2 separate regions of the Lactuca sativa genome follow, and region 2 is linked to region 1. Evidence: chromatin contacts called from public Hi-C data. All regions are on one chromosome and are shown on one strand. Each heading gives the region's core, a stretch centred on a gene start, on an enhancer-like site or on the middle of the called end of the contact. The rest is flanking DNA. Distances are from core to core; before and after follow the strand shown.

Region 1 (4,273 bases), core at 531-3,030:
CACTGATCCGCGTCTTAACCAGAAAAGGTTGAGGTTCTACGACCAGACTTGCCGAGTCCAAGAACAAACTCGTCGAGTCCAAGGCAATCTTCAACAGACTCGCCGAGTTGTTCTTCCAACTCGTCGAGTCCATGCTCATGATCATACAACTCCCCGGGTACACCCATGTGACTCGTCGAGTCTCTTCGGCTCTCAATCCATATAGTGGCCTTTCGGGCCATGCAAGGGCTCCAATCCATATATCCACTCTTCTAAAGTCTAACCCCCACGTAAAGTTGCAAACTTTACGTGGAACCAAGGAGCTAAAGGCCCAAAACACTCTAGGGCTTGGGTTTAAGACAAAGGGGCTTCACCAGTAACTCATTGACTGCTGCTTTAAGACATTCTGGACCATCACAACCCTAGATATGAAGTAGCAACCTCAGATCTAAGCCCCAAACTCGGAATAGATCTCAATCATACCAAAAATGGCCCCAAAACTCATCCATGAATAGATCTAGATGCAAAAGAGGGAAGGTAACAACTTATTACCTCCAAGATATGCCCAAACTGAAGTAGATTCTGGATCCACGCCACTCTCTTGATGCAAGCCCTTTTGATCTTCAAGTTTCTTCCACTAGAAACAACTTCCAAAGCTTCAATCTTCCTCCAAAGGCCTCACACACGAGCTTAGGGTTTTCTGGTTCTCAAGGGTAATAAGGAGGCTGAGAGAAGGACATAAAATCCTTTAAATAGGGTGCAACCCGCGAGATTATGGTTTTTCTCATTCTAGCACCAACTCGTCGAGTCCAGCTTTCGACTCGGCGAGTTGGTCACTTAATTCGCGATCCAAAACCCGCTCCGACTTGGCGAGTGAGTATACCTACTCGTCGAGTCCCTTCTTCAATTTACACTTTTAGCCCTTAACTCAAACTTCTGAAATTTGGGATGTTACAAGCAGTTTGGAATAACGTTCCCAATTAGCAGAGCCACAAAATATCACCGAGATTGACCATTATTTTGAATCCGATATCCCATTTTTTAGCGCTATTTGACCTTAACTTGTTTTTGGGTCTTAGTTACTTAATTATGAAAAAACAAATTATTTCTATTGGATTAACCAACTATTCTTAGCCTAAAAATCTTTTTTTACACCCGATTGAATATGAACTTGAAGACAAGATTCAACGTTTTTTTTTTCTTGACGAGACGTCATTCTCCTCCTGGTCGATCGACTCCCACTGTCAAATTAAGAGGGTGTTTGACTAAGCTTATTTAAGGACCTTTTTAATTTATTATCGATTTCACATTGATATAAGCTAAAATTAATATTTTAATACGAATTATTAAAAAAAAATGATTTATAACTCTTCTATACAAGTCGGGTGACGTTTGGTTTGCAAAATGTTTTTGAAGGAATTAGAATCTGTTAATGAAGTGAAATCTGCCAGGAATTGAAGATGGTGGTGGCGACATAAGGGTTTCATATGTAGTGTTAATAGTAAAATGGGTAATATGGTAATATTCAACAATTTCACTTGAAAGGAATTTTAATTCCTTAAGTTTTTGGATGTAATTTATTTTCTCTCGTTGGAAGAAAAATTTGACTTAGAATCCAATTCCTTTTGAAAGCTTGAATAAAAAAAAAAAATCATCAGATTAGATTCCAATCCGTTGTAATTCCAATGGATTCCAAGCCAAACCACACTACAATTTTATTTTATTTTATAATATTTTTATTTATTTAAATTATTACCCAACTTATCAAAAACTATTTATTCCTATTGATTTGAGAATCCACCGATATGCCCCAAACCCTAATAAAACCTTACTCACTACTTACGATTACAAACAGCATCGCCTCTCGCTATTGCTCCTCACGTCAATTCTCCCCGCTCGTCATCGCCTCCCCTGTGAAGTCACTGGCCGGAGACCTTCGATAGCCACAACTCCGTCGCACCTAAGCCCAGGTTCCATTTTTCTTCCTTCTTTTCTGCTTTCTTTGAACTTCGCAATTGATGTTGGTGGTCGATTTCTTTTTATTAAACCTGTTTCTTTTCATGTGATTTCCTTGTTCACATACGAAATTTCTGTAGTTTTTTTTTAATATCAATCGGCAAGTTCAAGTTCTCTGGAATTCTAATTTGCTAATTGTGTTTGCTGTTCAAATGTATGAAGCCTGATGTGTACAGTGTTTTGTAAAAAAAGGAATGTGTTTGCAGGCAATCTGTTTGATCAAATGCCTGAGAGCGACAGTACTCTATTAATACACATGTTTTCACATATCAATTCTAATATATAAGTTTTAATGTTTAACTTTTGAAATTTGATGTTGTTAACTTGGGAATGAGCAATAGATGCACCTGATTTCCTCCTAGTGTTTTTGAATGATGTTCTTATGATTCTTATATGTAAAAGGAAGCCCTTTTTGGTCATTTAACACATATAAACAGTTTTTTTTGCCAATAACTAAAAAATGCTTATCAGCTTCTGGCATTTTGAAAACTCCATCTGGACACCGCTATAAGCTAATAAGCTATAAGTTAAAAGTGCTTATCGGATACTGATTTTTTGATTGCCTGCTTCTTGACTTTTGGTTCTCTATTTCTTCTCTATTGCTTGCTTGTCGACTTTTCCAGTTGCTACTAAATTTGTTATTGCTGTGAATGCATAGCTTCTTGAGTTATTTAGTGCTTGCTTCTTGAATGTGTGATTCACTTGGTTCTATGTTGACTTCTGGAATTACACTGCTATGATGAGTTAATGACATTGCTAGTGCCCTACTGTGAAGGAGTTGAGTTTGGTAATTTGTAATCTGTTAATCTGTTATATGCAGTTGAGGGGTTAATTGGTAAATGATAAATGTTATGTAACCCTTTTGTGTCATGTGCTTATATATATATATATATATATATATATATATATATATATATATATATATATATATATAACTTTTTGTGATATTAATTCTACATGGTGTGTGTGTATACTCGAAGAAGAGTTTCTGAGTCCTCTTGCATAATTTGTATATGTGATGTTGTTTGAAGCTTTATAATGAACTGAAGATTGTTTCTCCAAGCTATACAAGAGTACCACAGTGATAATCAATTTGAGAAGTAGATAATGATTAATTTATTGTTACAAAACTAATCTTGAAGGTATATGTAAGATTACATGTTATATTCAATTTTTTCATTTTGTTTTAGTTAGGTATATGGTACTAATATTTATCTTGAACTGGATTTGAATTTTGAACCCTAATTTGGATTTTCAGGTGATCAACATTTACTTAGTAGAGAAGAAAAGTGCTAAAACAGAGGAGTGATGAAGCTTGATGTGAATGTTCTTCGGTACCTCTCTAAAGATGACTTCAGGGTTCTCACTGCTGTAGAGATGGGAATGCGCAATGTAATTCACTATTCAATAATACTAATTAAAATTCATTTTTTTTTTTGACTTTTCTCTCATCTAAATAAAAAGAACACTTCTTTTTCTCTTCTCAGCATGAAATTGTACCTGTTGAGCTCATCGATCGCATTGCTTCACTCAGGTGAACCTCTAATCCTTTCCATATCCATTTTTTTTCAATATCTGTAATAATACATATCTATAGCTCCTAATGATCAACTATTTTTTGTTACATTACATATGCCAAAATGATAACAAATACTAGTTTTCTTGGTTGTGTATAGACATGGAGGGACTTATAAGGTGTTGAAGAATTTGCTCAAGCACAAACTGTTGCATCATGACTCTTCAAAGTGTGAGTAATAATACGTCTGTTTTGACTTTTAACATATAACATCTTTTGATTCTTTTCTATACCTAATGGGCATATTTGTCTTTTCTGGTGTAGATGATGGGTTCAGGCTTACCTACCTTGGTTATGATTTTCTTGCTATAAAGACTCTGGTCAACCGAGGTGTATTTTCATCAGTAGGACGCCAAATTGGTGTGGGGAAAGAGTCTGGTAATCCAAAAATTCTTTTACTTTCACACACACAGTCACACACACACACACACAGACAAAGAGTTGTTTTTCTTTATTGTAACATGGATTGTTTTGTTTTGTTTTGAAGATATATTTGAGGTTGCAAATGAAGAAGGTGAGATTATGGCTATGAAATTACACAGACTTGGTAGAACCTCTTTCAGAGCTGTGAAGTCAAAGCGTGACTATTTAAGGCACAGAAGCAGCTTTAGTTGGCTTTATCTCTCTCGCCTTGCTGCTCTTAAAGAGTTTGCTTTCATGAAGGTATCATTGCAATTGCAATTGTAAATCTTAATGATCTTG
Region 2 (4,158 bases), core at 1,260-3,759, 210 kb after region 1:
TAGAAATTTTTAGTTTATGTCTTCCATGTTATTGCAGAAATCAGTAATAGTTAACGGAGTGCATTCAACATCATCAATGAGGTTTTCTTTATTTCCTTTTCCTTTAAAGGACTCTTGATAAAGTTGACAAAGAAGTGTAGGTGTGTGACAGGTACTTGACCAATGGTCTGTGCTACCACATCTATAACATGAACCATCAGATTTTTGTGATGTCCCAGCATCATGCCTTGCCACTGTGGCATTGTCTTGTGTATGGACATTGTTTCTTTGTGAAGATTGGTAACTATCCCTTTTCTGGCCACGACCATTACTATTACCTTGTCCATGACCAGAATTATGGTTCTGATTATGGCTTTGGTTTCAATTAAAATAGCCACAACCTCGTCCTCGACCATGATCACACCCTCGTCTATGTGTATTATTTCGATGAACATCAGTATTTATAACATTTGCTATAGGAAGTGTTATTGATCCCATTGGACGAGATTCATGGTTTTTCATCAAGAGCTCATTATTTTGCTCTGCAACAAGCAGTCATGCATTCAGTTCAGAATATTTTGTGAACTTTTGTGACCGATATTGTTGCATCAAGGTAATGTTTGTTTATGAAACATGCAGTAAGTTTTCTCCAACATATCTTCATTAGTAACTTCTTGTCTACAATACTTGAGTTGCGAACATTTTCTATACAAAGCTGAGTTGTATTCATTTACTTTCTTGAAGTCTTGAAACCTCAATGTTCTCTATTCATCTCTATCATTTGGAAGTATAACTTCATTTTAATGATCAAATCTTTCTTTCAGGAGATTCTAGAGAATACTTGGATCAATAATATCAAGATATTCAAATCTCAACATTTCATCAGGATGTTTACAAAGGAAACCTTGTGCTTTTGCCTTGTCTTGTGCCAAGCAATTAATAAATTCATATATAGCATTTGAGATTCTCATGGACTCAAGATGCATTTTTACATCTATCATCGATGACACATAGTTTTTTCCACTAACTTCAAGTGTTACAAACTTGAGCTTTGCAATGTTAGACATATTGTAACTATAAATTTTAAACAAAATAACAAGATGAATATTAAAATCCATTTATTTCAATATGTATTGTACAAAATAGAAGCGCGAAAAGAATCATCTCATATAAGACTAAAAATGATGAAATATGATCAAGGTAAAATATATTTGTGTGAGATTTAAAATTAGGAAGTCAAGTCTTATAGTCATTATAGTTGCAAAAATCACAACTAGATGAATCATTATAACCTTGAAAAGTAGGACAATTTACTCATTTTTTTATAGAAAGAAATATGACAGTAATGTTATTTATAATAGAAAATATAGCCATTGTAAATAAAAATTAGTTGTATAATGTAAATGCATAAATAAAAGTTAGAATACATAAATAATGGTTGACAAAATATATAAATATCATTAGTCGTTAATAACAAATAACTTTTTATAATGCGTTATTATTTTTAATATAATGCTTGTTTTATAATAAATATTTTTTATTAAGTAATACATACCTTGAGTATAATAGATGTGATTTCCTACTTGATTAGATCTTTCGTACTGATAACATGTTATAAAGTTGACGTAATTAAAAGTAAAATTAACAAAACTAAACTAAAACATTATAAATAAAAAGAGATTTGAAAGGATTCTTAAACATTATATTCAAGATGGTGTGATTTTTTCTTTACATTTAATAAGTATTTATACTATATAACATAACATCACATTCATACATTATCAAAATAGTAAATCAATAAATAAAGCAAGTTATTAAAATGGGTGAAAATTGTTTACATACATGGATTGTATGATTTAATAATTTGATGTAATTTGTAATATATATATATATATATATATATATATATATATATATATATATATATAGGTTTTATAGAAAACAAAAAAAACCCTAAAAATCATACAAATACATAAAAAAATACCTATAGATCACAAAAAAAATTTATGAAAAAATCGCAGGTTTTTAAAGAAATTCGTTGAAATTTTTTTTTTTAAATTTTCAGCGAATTTCTTTAAAAGCCTGCGATTTTTTCACAAAAAAAAATTCAAAAAAAAGTTTTGTGATCTGTATGTATTTTTTTTTTTTATGTATTTTTATGATTTTTAGGGTTTTTTTGTTTTTCAAATAATCCTTCCCTATATATATATATATATATATATATATATATATATATATATATATATATATATATATATATATATATATATATATATATATAGAGAGAGAGAGAGAGAGAGAGAGAGAGAGATTAAAATAAGAAAAAAAAATATATCTTGAAGATGAAGAAGATGATGAAGGTATGGTCTTAAAAGGGTCTGCAAAACATGACCTTGTTATGAAGCAACGGGATTATTCCTTTTCCATAGTCTTCCACCATACGCCTCCTCTTTACCGGGCACCACCATATACGACTATTTTGTTACTAAAGTTCATTATCTCATAACGCTTTTTATAATATATAGTACTATATATTTACTTGTTGAGTTTTATTACTTACAAAAATCATATAGCTCTTCTCGTATTCTTAAAAACCTGCAATATAATAGATTTATCATAAAATTTACTTTTTATTTTTCAAATTTATATAATTAATTATTTATATTTATATTAATATTTTTGTCTTCGTCAAATTAGTCCTCCATTTTTGTAGCGGTCCGGCTGTCCCCTTCAAACGCAATTAAAGTCTCTCCTCTCTACGTTTCTCACACTCTTACACTCTCTCTTTCTCTCTCTCTCTCACTAACATCTCCTTTTTCTACGTTACATTTCCAGAAAATCCCCCCAATTACATTACCATTGTTCGATTCCTCAAACACAATGAATATGGAAAACACTGAATTCGTTCATGAATCATCTCCCAATCACCCCCAGCAATTCTCGCCGGAGAAACTCAAAACCGAAAATTTTCTCATCGATGACCTCCTCAATTTCCCCGCCGACGAAATGGTACCTGCGGTTGCAGAAAACATTGTCTCCGGCGCCTCCACGGATTCCTCCACCATCGTTGACACTTGTAACTCCCCTCTCTGTGGTGGCGCCGAACATAACTCTCCCGGAGATGTCCCTCGCCGGAGCTTTACCGATGCTCCGTTCACCAGTGACCTTTGTGTCCCGGTAATTCATTCATTCATTTCTTTTATTTATTACTATTACTTTTTCCTTGTGATTCGCTGAAACAAATTTAATGCATCTTTGAGTTGTACCGTACCACCCCTCATCATATCTGCATGTCATGCATTAAAGGACATTACTTATCAATTAAATGAACTATGAAATTTTGATATTTGTTTTAATTTATGATTTTAATCCGAGGTACTGTTTGTAACAGTACGATGATTTAGCTGAGCTGGAATGGCTATCGAACGTGGTGGAGGAATCATTTTCTTGTGAGGACTTGCAAAAGTTACAACTAATATCCGGAATCAAAACCCGGCCCAACTACACGTCCAATAACCAACAATTCCAACCCGAGACCGTGAGCAAGGCAAACAACCCGATCTTCAACACTGATATGGCGGTCCCAGGAAAGGCTCGGACCAAACGGTCTCGGGCTGCACCATGCAACTGGACCTCACGACTCCTTGCAGTGTCTCCTACTGCAAGTGGGACCACCGTCACCATGTCATCTGAGTCTGAGTCTGATATTGCCTCGAGCTCGATCAGAAAGAAGATCGTGAAAGCTGGAATAAAGAGAAAGGAAGTTTACGATAACCCGTCGCATAATGGGGACGGGAGGAAATGTTTGCACTGTGCTACTGATAAGACCCCACAGTGGCGTACAGGACCCTTGGGACCCAAAACGCTTTGTAATGCTTGTGGGGTCCGTTTTAAGTCTGGGCGGTTAGTACCGGAGTATCGTCCGGCAGCAAGTCCGACGTTTGTCACTGCCAAACACTCAAATTCCCATCGGAAAGTGATGGAGCTAAGAAGACAGAATGAGATGCATCAACATCAATATATGCATCAAAATCAACGTCAACATCAACATCAGTCTCAACACCAACACCATCATCATCATCATCAACAACAACAACAACAACAACTCTTTCATCATTCGAACATGATATTTGATGTACCCAACAACGATGATTACTTGATCCACCAACATGTCGGTCC

What was found. Hi-C and Micro-C count contacts between places; a contact is called where the count stands out from the background.
Region 2: a contact with region 1 is called in a Hi-C map of seed, with 6 times the contacts expected there. The contact joins the promoter of LOC111907093 here to the promoter of LOC111907094 in region 1. A contact is called at or near these places in 2 of 4 Hi-C or Micro-C datasets (leaf and seed).

The regions. Positions count from the first base shown.
Region 1 is chr5:76,828,755-76,833,027 of Lsat_Salinas_v11, forward strand. LOC111907094 (serine/threonine-protein kinase rio2) reads left to right here and starts at 1,781. Exons shown (of 15, transcript XM_023902887.3): 1 at 1,781-1,949; 2 at 3,027-3,137; 3 at 3,254-3,387; 4 at 3,483-3,529; 5 at 3,672-3,742; 6 at 3,836-3,949; 7 at 4,059-4,234. The coding sequence starts at 3,304.
Region 2 is chr5:77,038,606-77,042,763 of Lsat_Salinas_v11, forward strand. LOC111907093 (GATA transcription factor 12) reads left to right here and starts at 2,510. Exons shown (of 2, transcript XM_023902884.3): 1 at 2,510-3,156; 2 at 3,371-4,158. The coding sequence starts at 2,860.